Regions from separate parts of the Neogale vison genome. Here region 2 is linked to region 1. Evidence: chromatin contacts called from public Hi-C data. All regions are on one chromosome and are shown on one strand. The core of a region is the stretch at or near the end of the contact, and the rest is flanking DNA. Distances in the headings are between cores, read along the strand shown. Region 1 holds the start of MTOR (serine/threonine-protein kinase mTOR). Region 2 holds the start of LOC122899453 (F-box only protein 6-like).

What was found. A called contact is a pair of places that touch in the nucleus more often than the background predicts.
Region 2: a contact with region 1 is called in a Hi-C map of muscle, with 5 times the contacts expected there. The contact joins the promoter of LOC122899453 here to the promoter of MTOR in region 1. A contact is called at or near these places in 2 of 3 Hi-C or Micro-C datasets (fibroblasts and muscle).

The regions. Positions count from the first base shown.
Region 1 is chr2:8,208,607-8,213,793 of ASM_NN_V1, forward strand. It overlaps MTOR (serine/threonine-protein kinase mTOR), which reads right to left and starts at 3,042. Exons shown (of 58, transcript XM_044237143.1): 1 at 2,965-3,042; 2 at 1-90. The coding sequence starts at 76.
Region 2 is chr2:8,527,699-8,533,106 of ASM_NN_V1, forward strand. It overlaps LOC122899453 (F-box only protein 6-like), which reads left to right and starts at 1,387. Exons shown (of 6, transcript XM_044237155.1): 1 at 1,387-1,609; 2 at 3,925-4,236. The coding sequence starts at 3,975. It overlaps FBXO44 (F-box only protein 44), which reads left to right. Exons shown (of 5, transcript XM_044237152.1): 5 at 1-629.

The DNA.
Region 1 (5,187 bases), core at 1,792-4,291:
CGAACTGCTGCAGGACGCTCACATTGCTAGACGTGGTGGTGGCTGCGGTGGCGGCAGCGGGTCCGGTTCCCAGCATCTTGGCCTGAGGTTCTTTGGAGAGAAACTTCCTTGAATGCTCTGCATCACAAACCATGGGTGATGAATTTATTTCTTTACGGACGGGGTTCCTCAGTACAGGTCTCCACCCCTCCCAGGTCAGGAAGGGGATCCTAAAAAGGTTGGGAGACCTCACCGAGGAATATACAGAAAGCCCTGATTTAGTCAACAGTGACTGGCATTTAAACAGGCAGCGTAGGGTGCCTGGGTGGCTCAGTGGGTGAAGCCTCTGCCTTGGGCTCAGGTCATGATCTCAGGGTCCTGGGATCCAGCCCCACATTGGGCTCTCTGCTTGGCAGGGAGCCTGCTTCACCCTTTCTCTCTCTCTGCCTGCCTCTCCGCCTACTTCTGATCTCTCTCTCTCTGTCAAATAAATAAATAAGATCTTAAAAAAAAAAAAACAAAAAACAAAAAACAGGTGGCGTAGCAGACAAGGTAAAACTGTGGGCTGTGGAGCCAGACTACCTAGGTTCAAATCCAGTCCAAAATTACAGGGCGCCTGGGAGGCCCAGTCGGGGAAGCATGTGCCTTTGGCTCAGGTCATGATCCCAGGGTCCTGGGATCGAGCCCCCGCATCAGGCTCCTTGCTCAGGGGGAAGTCTGCTTCTCCCTCTCCCTCTGCCTGCCCCCATGCCTCCTCTTGTGCTCTCTCTCTAATAAATAAACAAAACCTAAAAAAATCATATCAAAATTATATTCTTGAGGAAAATACTTAAAATATCCCAGTTTCCTCACCTGCAGCAGGGTAACATTACCAAACTCATAGTGTTGATGTGACGGTTAAACGAGTTAATAAATGTTAACAAGTGCTTCGAACAGTGCCAGGCACACAGTGAGTGCTTAGTAATTGTTAGCTATTATTATCACTATGACTACTACTGACACGGCCCAGTGCCAGGCACTAGAGATGGGGAAGTAAAGAGAGAATAAAACAAGCCTAAGACTGTTCCTTTCCTCAAGGCGTTCAATTTACTCTTTTTTTTTTTTTTAAGATTTTATTTATTTATTTGACAGACAGAGATCACAAGTAGGCGGAGAGGCAGGCAGAGAGAGAGAGGAGGAAACAGGCTCCCTGCTGAGCAAAGAGCCTGATGCAGGGCTCAATCCCAGGACCCTGGGATCATGACCTGAGCCAAAGGCAGAGGCTTTAACCCATTGAGCCACCCAGGCGCCCCCTCAAGGTGTTCAATTCAAAGAGGGACATTGATTATCCTGTAGCAGCACCGGCCAGTAGAAATACAATACAAGCCACAAGTGTCATTGACATTCCCTGGTAGCCGTATCAAAAAAGGTAAAAAGAAACAGGAGACATTAATACATTTTTTTTAAAAACCCAATACATCCAAAGTATCATTTCAGCATGTCATCAACATAAGAAGTATTGATACAGTTTCCATTTTCTTTTTGTCCTAAGTCTCCAAAATCTACTGCCCACGTGGCAATCTCCATGTGGACTCGTCACGTTTCATTCCAATTTTTAGTATATGTGCTGCCGAAGCGAGCACAACTCGTCACGTTTCAAGCGCTCTAAGCCACTGCGGCTGGTGGTGATTGTGCTGGACAGGGCAGTTCCATAAAATAGGAGTACTTGGAACTGTAGTACTTGAGCTAAGAGACTGACTAGTTCCTGAGATCACACATTCATTCCTCAATTAGGGACTATCCCTTCCGTCAGTGAGCTACAATCTAGGGGGAAAGTGGCCAAAATAGGGCTCAGCTCAGACTGTCATGGGAGTAACATATATACCTAACCTAGAAATGTCCGGATTCTATTAGAAAATCAAATTGTCGGGGTGCCTGGGTGGCTCAGTGGGTTAAGCCTCTGCCTTCAGCTCAGGTCATGATCTCAGGGTCCTGGGATCGAGCCCAAGCATCATGCTCTCTGCTCAGCAGGGAGCCTGCTTCCCCCTCTCTCTCTCTGCCTACCTGTGATCTCTCTCTTTCTCTGTCAAATAAATAAATAAATAAATAAATCTTAAAAAAAAAAAAAAAAGAAAATCAAATTGTCAAAATTCTTATTTTTGAGAGTATTTGTGAGATGCAGAGGGGGGAAAAAGAAGACACCAGGTTGTAACTGGTTTTGTAAAGCTATTAAATGCTCCAATGCCAAGAAGAAGACTGCAGAAGGAAATGTCATCCTTCAGGGGAGAGGAAGCTCAAGGATCCCTTATGAGAAAACTGACTATGGGGTGATGACGGGGAGGGAGGCTGGCGGGGAATTCTCTTTCTCAGGAAAGAACTAGAGCATCTTCTTCACAGGGTCTGAGACCCACAGGCCCACCTGCTCCAGGTACAAATCAATGAAGGTACTGGAAGTCAAATATCCCAAGAGTCTTAGTGAGGGCTTGGTGAGGGCTTGTGAAGTTAAAGTTGGGGTGGCTGAAACTGGGGATGGGGGCGGGGAGGGCAGAGAGGATGAAACCCAAGGATGGAACCCAGCTCAGCTCCGGGGACTGGGTCCTTGAGAGGTCCGCAGGGGGCAGACCGAGGGGCACACACCGACACTGCCCCTCTCTGAGGTCAGTCTGCAGGTGGCGAGGAAGAAGGGGCGGGCGACTGCGGGGCATGGAGACCCAAAGGCGCCCCGGCAGTACCGGGGCTGATGGGCCGGCCTTCGCGGCGCCAGGGACGCACGGCTGTCTGAAAGGCCCGGGGGTCTCCTGGGGATCCGGGAGGAGGTGGGTGCTGCCTCGCCGGGCGGGGGTCAAGGGCTCTGACAGCGCCCAAGCCCGTGGGGCCGGTACGGAGAGGACCCCACGTCCCAGACGGGCGACTTCCCGCTCCCCTCACCCCCACCACGGACCAGGCTGACCCTGGGTCTGGACACTCCTCCGCCTTGGAGGGGTCGTTGCCAGGCCCCAGACTCACCGCGCGGCCTCGGCTAAGGCCTCAGCTGCCGCCACCAGCGAGGGTATCGCCGCTTCAGGCCCCCGGCCCCACCACCCGCCTTCCCTGCTGTCCTCTAAACCGGGCGGGAGGGAGGGCGAGTCCCCAGATCAGAGGACCAATCGGCAGGCTTAAGAAGAAGATGGACTGGAATGCAGACCAATAGAAATGAAGGAGAAGTGAGGTTTAGGGACCCGGCTTCTTTAGGGGGCGGGGACTGTTCAAATAGACAAACCACGCGGCCAGTGGCCAGCGAAAGGAGGCTTACGTCAATACGGGAGAACCAATGGGTCTTGAGTTGATTTCAATCACTTCCACGCGCACATCCGGTGCATCGCTACTATTAGTCCCCTCTGCATCTACGTTGTGGCGGCGTGTAGCCCGCGGCGTGGGTGCCGTGGACTGGGACTCAGAGGCTGTGCGTCCTGCCCGCTTTAACCCGAGCGTGAGCGATTACCGGAGCACAGACCTAGAACTTTCCGACTGGTGCTACTCTTGCCCCCGCGATTTCTCTTTTTTGTTAAATGCAGTATGCATCTTAAACCGTTTTTAGTTAGAATTTCCCGGTTTTCCAAAATTACCTAGTTCACAAGATCTTTCGCGGGAGACCATAACCAAGTTTTAGCTAAATGACCTTCTCCCAAATAAATAATTTCCAAATAGCATCACTTAAAATCATCCTTCCAGGGACACCTGGCTGAGTCAGTTGGTGGAGCATGGGACTCCTGATTTCTGGTGCTCAGTTCAATCCTTGGGCTAGAGCTAGTAAAGCTTACTTAAAAAATAAAATAAAATAAAAACATTCTTTCAAACAATAGCAAAAATGGAATTTGACATCTCTCTCTCTCTCTCTTTTGCCACGGTTATTAAAATAACAAATTCCTCAATGGCTTCCAAAAGGGGTCTGATTAAATAAAATATAATGCATTCATCTTAAGGAAAACCTATGGAGCCATTAATCATGGTAATGTAGATTAATATTTGCTGAGAAGGAAAAGGGTTCACGATTTGTTAAAAAAAAATACAAGTTATACAACAATATTAGTATAATACACCCCTTTATAAAACATTTATATATTCCTTAGGTGTCTATATTCGCAGAAGGGAATATACAGCTAAGACGTAATACTATACGGAGAAGGCATACTTTTCCCTTTATATGTTACCATCAGCTACTTGTGTAATACAAAGAAGTATCTGTTGAAGATATGTAAGTTTCCAGAAGTTCTAAAGTGCCAAATTAAAAAGGTTTGGCAATACTCTGTGGCTAACAAAATGTTTTGGCAGGGGTGCCTGGGTGGCTCAGTCGTTAAGAGTTTGCCTTCGGCTCAGGTCATGATCCCTGGATCCTGGGATCAAGCCCCACATTGGGCTCCCTGCTCAGCAGGAAGTCTGTTTCTCCCTCTCCCACTCCCCTGCCTGTGTTCCCTCTCTCACTATGTCTCTCTCTGTCAAATAAATAAAATCTTTTAAAAAAAATGCTTTGGCAGATTCTTTTTAAAATTTAATTTAAGGTTACTACTTTAGGTTTAGAATCTTTTCATTGTACTACTTATTCTCTGAAATAATTGTCCCTCTGAATTTCATATTTTCCACTTGTGTTCAACATCTCTATATTTAATCATCAAACATTTGAAAATACATAATGTGTTCCCTGTTCAAATCCAAAATAAATAATATTTATCATGAAAGGTCTCACTCCACTCCTGGCCTCTCACTATTTTCTTAGTTCTTATGTATCCCTAGAGTTTCTCTATGTAAATATAAGCAAGTATAAATGCATATACTTATGTTCCCCTTGCATTACCACCTACACTGTTTTGGACTTTAAAAAATTTTAGTAGATCTTGGGGCGCCTGGGTAGCTCAGTTCGTTGAGCATCCTACTCTTGATTTGTGCTCAGGTCACGGTCTTGGGGGTCTTGGCATCATGGGATCAAGTTTCAAGCAGGGCTCAGTGCTCAACATGGAGTCTGCCGGTCCCTCTCCCTCTACTCCCCCCACCCCACATTCTCTCTCTCTAAAATGAATAAATAAATAACATCTTTTAAAAATTTTTGGTAGATCTTGGAGATCTTTCTTAATATATAGAAAGCTAGCTTATTCTTTTGTTGTTGTTATAGCTGCATAGAATCCCATCACATGGATGTACCATAATTTATTTTTCCAGTCCTCTGTTGATGGACACTTTTGTTTCCAAATTCTT
Region 2 (5,408 bases), core at 137-2,636, 320 kb after region 1:
GGGCCCTCGGAGCAGGGACAATCTGGACATCTGGCCAGCCTGTGGCTGCTCTGGCTAGTGCAGATGCTGGGAGGTGACCATGTAGCTCAGCCAGATCTGGGAGTGGAAGGGGGGCTGTGCTGGCCTGTCCTCTGCTTCATCCTGCCACTCCCAAACTCTTTGCCTGCCTGCCCAGAGACGTGACTTTGACCCAGAGGCTCAGGTCTAGTCGGAGAGGGACAGGGCCAAGATGGAGTGGGGGCCAGGTCAAGTCTGGACAGGCCTCACTGTCAATGAAGCCCAGAAGTCAGATGGGCATCAGGTGGGGGTAGGATCTTCAAAAGACCCCTGGAATTCTGTGCCTGGTAACCCAGGGCAGGGGAGGAGTGCATCAGACCCTGAATCTGAGAGCTGGGGCACATAAGCCCTGGGATGAGGTGAGTGGTGGTTTTCAAGGACCACCTGTCCGCCTCTATGCCTAGACCAGCTTCCCCAGGGCTTGGAATGTCCTAACCTACCCTTGGAACTGCCTTTCCTTGCACCTCCCCACCCTGCCCAACCTTACTCCTGCCTCTCCCTCCTGCTGGAAGGACAGCAGTGCTCGGGTTCTGCCCCTGCTGCATGCAGCTAAATAAAAGGTATTTCCGGCCTTTGTCCTGTGGTTTCTGGTAGGAAAGGCAAATTTAATGGGAGGTCCTAACCTGGACCTGCAGAAGGTGAGCCTGTGTGGCTTCTGTTCAAGGTGCAGGGAATGACTGACACTTCAGGAGCCAGACTATGGCAGGACCCTCATACAGACTCCTTAATGAGCTGCCAACATCTCACCCCAGCAGCCCTCCAGTACTGCTAGCTTTCTCCAGAGGCCCCGCCACAAAGCTGGGGTGAGCGGGGAGCAGTGGATATCTGAGATACACCTCATGCTGGGTGTGCCGTCGCAGGCTCACTGCTCACTGGTATCTTACTTACTCTGCCAAGAGCTTTACTGACATTAAGTGAAGCCAAAGCATTTAGAACGGTGTATGGCACACAGTATGTGCTCAACGTACTGTTTAATTATCTCAATAGTCAGCTGGATTAGGGCCTCAGCCTTGGCAGGGACACCACTTACTAGCTATATGTAAGTTAGCAGAAGACACCTTTGGGGGACACGCAGCCCTGACGAGTTAAAAAGGTGGCCTGAGCCGGGCACCTCTGCGCAGTGCACAACCTGCACAACCGTTTTTGGTTGCCTTAAGTAGGTGCTTGATGATTACCTGTTGAAGGAGTTAAGGAATTAATGACAAAAATGCGGAGATTTTTCCTTTGAGTAAACTGAGGTTTCCCTGAGGCCGAACCCTAGTGAAGGTATAAGTCCTGCTCCAGCCCTCTAGAGTGTCAACAATCTCCTTCCGGGGAGAGTCCCGCCTCCCTCCCTACAGTGGAGCGAACTGGTGAAGCGGCCTCAGAGTGGCCTGCGCAGAGGTGGCGACTAGGTTCGATGAAAGCCCTCTCTTCCCGGAAAGCAAAGGGAAGCGGTGGGACCCTACTGCTGAGCCGCCGATTACCTGGAGGAGAACACAGGTTGAGGCTGCGAGGTTGGGGGAGGTCGTCGCGCGACCCCCGGCACTGCGTACCCCAAGATCGCCGCCAGGTAGCTGCTGTAGGAGCGGGCTGCGGGCTTGGGGAAGGCGGTGGGCGGGGAGAAGGCGGTGGGCGGGGAGAAGGCGGTGGGTGGGGAGAAGGCAGTGGGCGGGGAGAAGGCGGGGCGGGGCGAAGCGGTGGGCGCGGCCCCGGTGCCCGAGGGGGCGGTCCGAGCGCGCGCGTGACACGGGGCGGGGCGGGGCGACAGTGGACAGCGCCGCGGAGGCCGGAGGCTCCAGACCGACGCGGAGGTCCGGTCCCGCCGGGCGTCCCGCCCCGCGTCCAGGTCGCGGCCCAGCTTGGGGAACGGGCGCAGGGGGAGACAGGCGGGGGAAGGGCTGGGTGTCCTACACCCGAAGGCGGGGGTGGCGGACGGGGGGCGGGGCGTTAACTGAGCCGGTGGCGCTGTCCACCTCGGGCCTCCGGGGCCGCGGGGTAGGGGCCCGGGTGGCGCGCGGTACGCGCGAGACCAGATCCCGCGCAGCCGGGCCCTGGCTCAGACTTCGGGAAGTGCTGCCTGGGAGCGACACCCTGACCACAGCTCGCTGGTGGCGCCCCAGCCCAGGGCCGATCTGGGACCTTCCGGCACACGCACGCCCGCCGGTCCTGGGACGGGCCAGACTTTCCCAAGCCTCAGCTTCTGCTTTTGAGAAACGGGCTTAGTAACCGTGCTTACAGGGGTCGTTGAGAAGGTCACAACTCGGGCCGGGCACGTGGGAAGCACAGGGACACCCCCCGGGGGGTGGGGGAACCTCACCCCATGCCCCATTCGTGCGCAGTCAGGCCTCGCCCTAGACCCACGAACGCCAGAAACTAGGGGAGGGGGTGCGACGAATAACGTGCGACCAGGGCCAGAGACCAGACTCTGGACGCCTGGGTGAGGAGTTCTTCGTACCTAAGTCGCCTCTGACTCCCACCCAGCGACTTTTATTTGCCCTAGACGGTGCTTTTAGAAGTTGCCAACATTTAAAAACCGACAGGTTTCATATGTTCGAAACTGCTTATGTAGAGTTCCTTCTGAAAAAGCAGAAGACCTAGCCACATAGAGTTTTTCCCGTCATAGCATTTTTTGCACAAGGTACAAGTACCTTATTTATTGTTCTCTGCCGTGCTGACATGTTCCTGTCTGGGCGGGAGCCACAGGAGACGCTGTGCGTCTGCTCTTGTTTTTGCTGGGATGGTAGCTTTGAGAAGTCTGTGGATTCTTTGGCCAAGTCTCTATGAAAAATGAGAAGCCTCCTCAGAGACTTCACCTGTGGGAGGAGAATAATCCCTCCCTCTCCCACCTGTGAGCGGATAAGGTCCATCTGAGTGACAGGGGCTGGCCTTCCCTGCCCGACCCCACCCCCACCCTGGGGTGTGGGGGGGGGTCCCCTTAGAGATCTGAACAGCCAGGCAAGATTCAGGCCGGGGTAGTGGCACTGTAAAATTTTCCAAAGCCCTTGTGCCATTCAGGTGTAGAGGGAGGAAGGTGTTCTTGGGAGCCGCTGACTATTACTGACGAGCGTTTTTGCTCTAACGATAGGGAAGTAATGATGTCCGCCTGGTGCTAAAGGCTTGCCTTGTACTAACTCAGACCTTCCGGCCCTGCTGAGGCTGGGACAGTCATTCGCTCCTCTTAGGACTCTCCAGCTAGCCACTGCAGGCCAGGATTGAACCCCCGGGCAGTCTTGCTCAGGGTCCCTCAATCAGCTTTGCAGTCTGAGCATGTCAAAATGGGCTCTGGCCTGATGCCCCAACCAGGATGGAGAGGCAGGTCCTCCTCGCTGCGGTGTCTTATCACATCTGGCTTCCAGGTCAACGTGAGCAATTTGGGGAGGAGAAGTTGGTTTTAGCAACTAGCCCCACCCCTTAATGAAGCTGTGACACAGAACGTGAAATCTTTCTTACACCCACAGACGAACAGTGACTTCCCAGCACTGAAATCACCTGACCACAAACTTCTGCAGAGCTTGCAGACAGTGGCATGGCCTTGGCAAGGTCTGCCAGTTCACTGGGCCCAGCAACTTAAAATAAAGCAATTATTTTTTTAACAGGGCGGGGGGGGGATAGGGGAGGAATGGGTGCAGAGGGTGGGGGTCAGGAGAGGGCCTCTTTAAATATCAGCCCCTGAAGTCTTTGTTAATATTTTTATTACACTCTTTCAAATGTGTGTAACGTGTGTGAGTGCTCCGTATTCTGACGGCCCACTGCGTACCCAGGAGAAGGCCTGACCCCTTTTGTTTCACAAAAGAAAAAGGATGAAGAGCCCCTGGCCCAGGTCCCTGGAAATCTGAGGGGTCCACCTCCTTGGTCAGGGCTCATAAACACTGTTGCCCCCTACAGGCCTGTGGGCAACCCCTGCCTCCCCCGCCTCCCCGCCTTTCCCACCAGCCATGGCCCTGGTCAGCATCAACGAGCTGCCCGAGAACATTCTGCTGGAGGTGTTCACGCACGCGCCCGCCCGCCAGCTGCTGCGCTGTCGCCTGGTCTGCAGCCTCTGGAGAGACCTCATTGACCTGATGACACTCTGGAAGCGAAAGTGCCTGCGGGAGGGCTTCATCAACGAGGACTGGGACCAGCCCGTGGCCGACTGGAAGGTCTTCTACTTCCTGTGCAGCCTCCGCCGGAATCTCCTGCGGAACCCGTGTGCGGAAGGTGGGCTCGGGGCTGCCTCCCCACCTTTCCTGAAACTCAGGGCCTTTGCACCTGCGATTCCCACACTATCTGGAATGTTGTCTCACACCTATACCCCTCTCTGGCACCTATACCACTCACCCTTGGTTCCTCCACGTTCTTCATTCTTCAGGTCTCTGTTCAGACACCTGGCCTGGTCCCCCTGCTCCCCCCCGCTTTATCCCGTCTCTCCCGTTTCGTTCCTCCGTAGCACCTTCATAACCTGTAATTATGTTTTATCTCATAGCTTTTGGTGGTGTTTTTTTTTTCTCTGCTACAAACTTCAAGGTCCAGGGGCCTAATGGGTCTTGGTCACCACTCTACCGACACGAGTGTCCACAGTAATGCCTTCACATAGTGCTTGAAAAACGTTTGTTGAATGAACAAACTGCACGTTCAGCTTTCCCTCTCTTGCTCTATCTAAGCTGCCTGACTCATACAGAGCTCCGTGCTGGGCCCTAGACTTCACTGGGCTCGGGGCTTCACAAATGTCCTTATCCTCCCGTTGTCCCCATTACCCAGAGGAAGGAAAGGATTTTCAGAGGTGACTGTAATCACATCACTTGAGGCCCCTGTTTAACTTACTAGGTTCTCTTGTACTTGCCAGGGTCTTTTTCCTTCATTGAGCACCTACTGCATACCACGCACCAGGCTTCTTGTGGGGGCTAGGGCCACAGTTAATGGTTTGTACATAGTTTGTACCCTTAGAATCCCCATCATGTCGATTTTCTCTCTTGAGCCTCATGAGGACCCCGGGAGTTAACCAAATAAGCGGGGTTGGCTCCATTTTATGGGTGGGGAACGTTAGGCCCCATGGTGAGGATCCTGCCCTGAAACTGCCCAGTTGCTGGGGTCTGGTCCTGACCGATGAAGGCCCTCAGGCCCCCCTTGGAGTCCCCACTGACCGTGGCTCAGACAGTCTCTCTGCCTGCCCCAGATTCCGCTCAGAAGCCGCCCAGCCAGGCCGCCAGCTGAGTTCCCACAGCTCCACGGAGCCCGCCTGCAGCCCCAACTTACACTGGGCTGTGGGCCGGCAGCCGGCAGTCCAGCCTCACTTGGACCTCCTTGAGCCTGAGCTCGGCACAGCCGGCTCCTGGATTTCTGTGGTATTCCTCTGCTTCTCTCCTGGCAGGCCCCAGGGCACCTGGGGAATA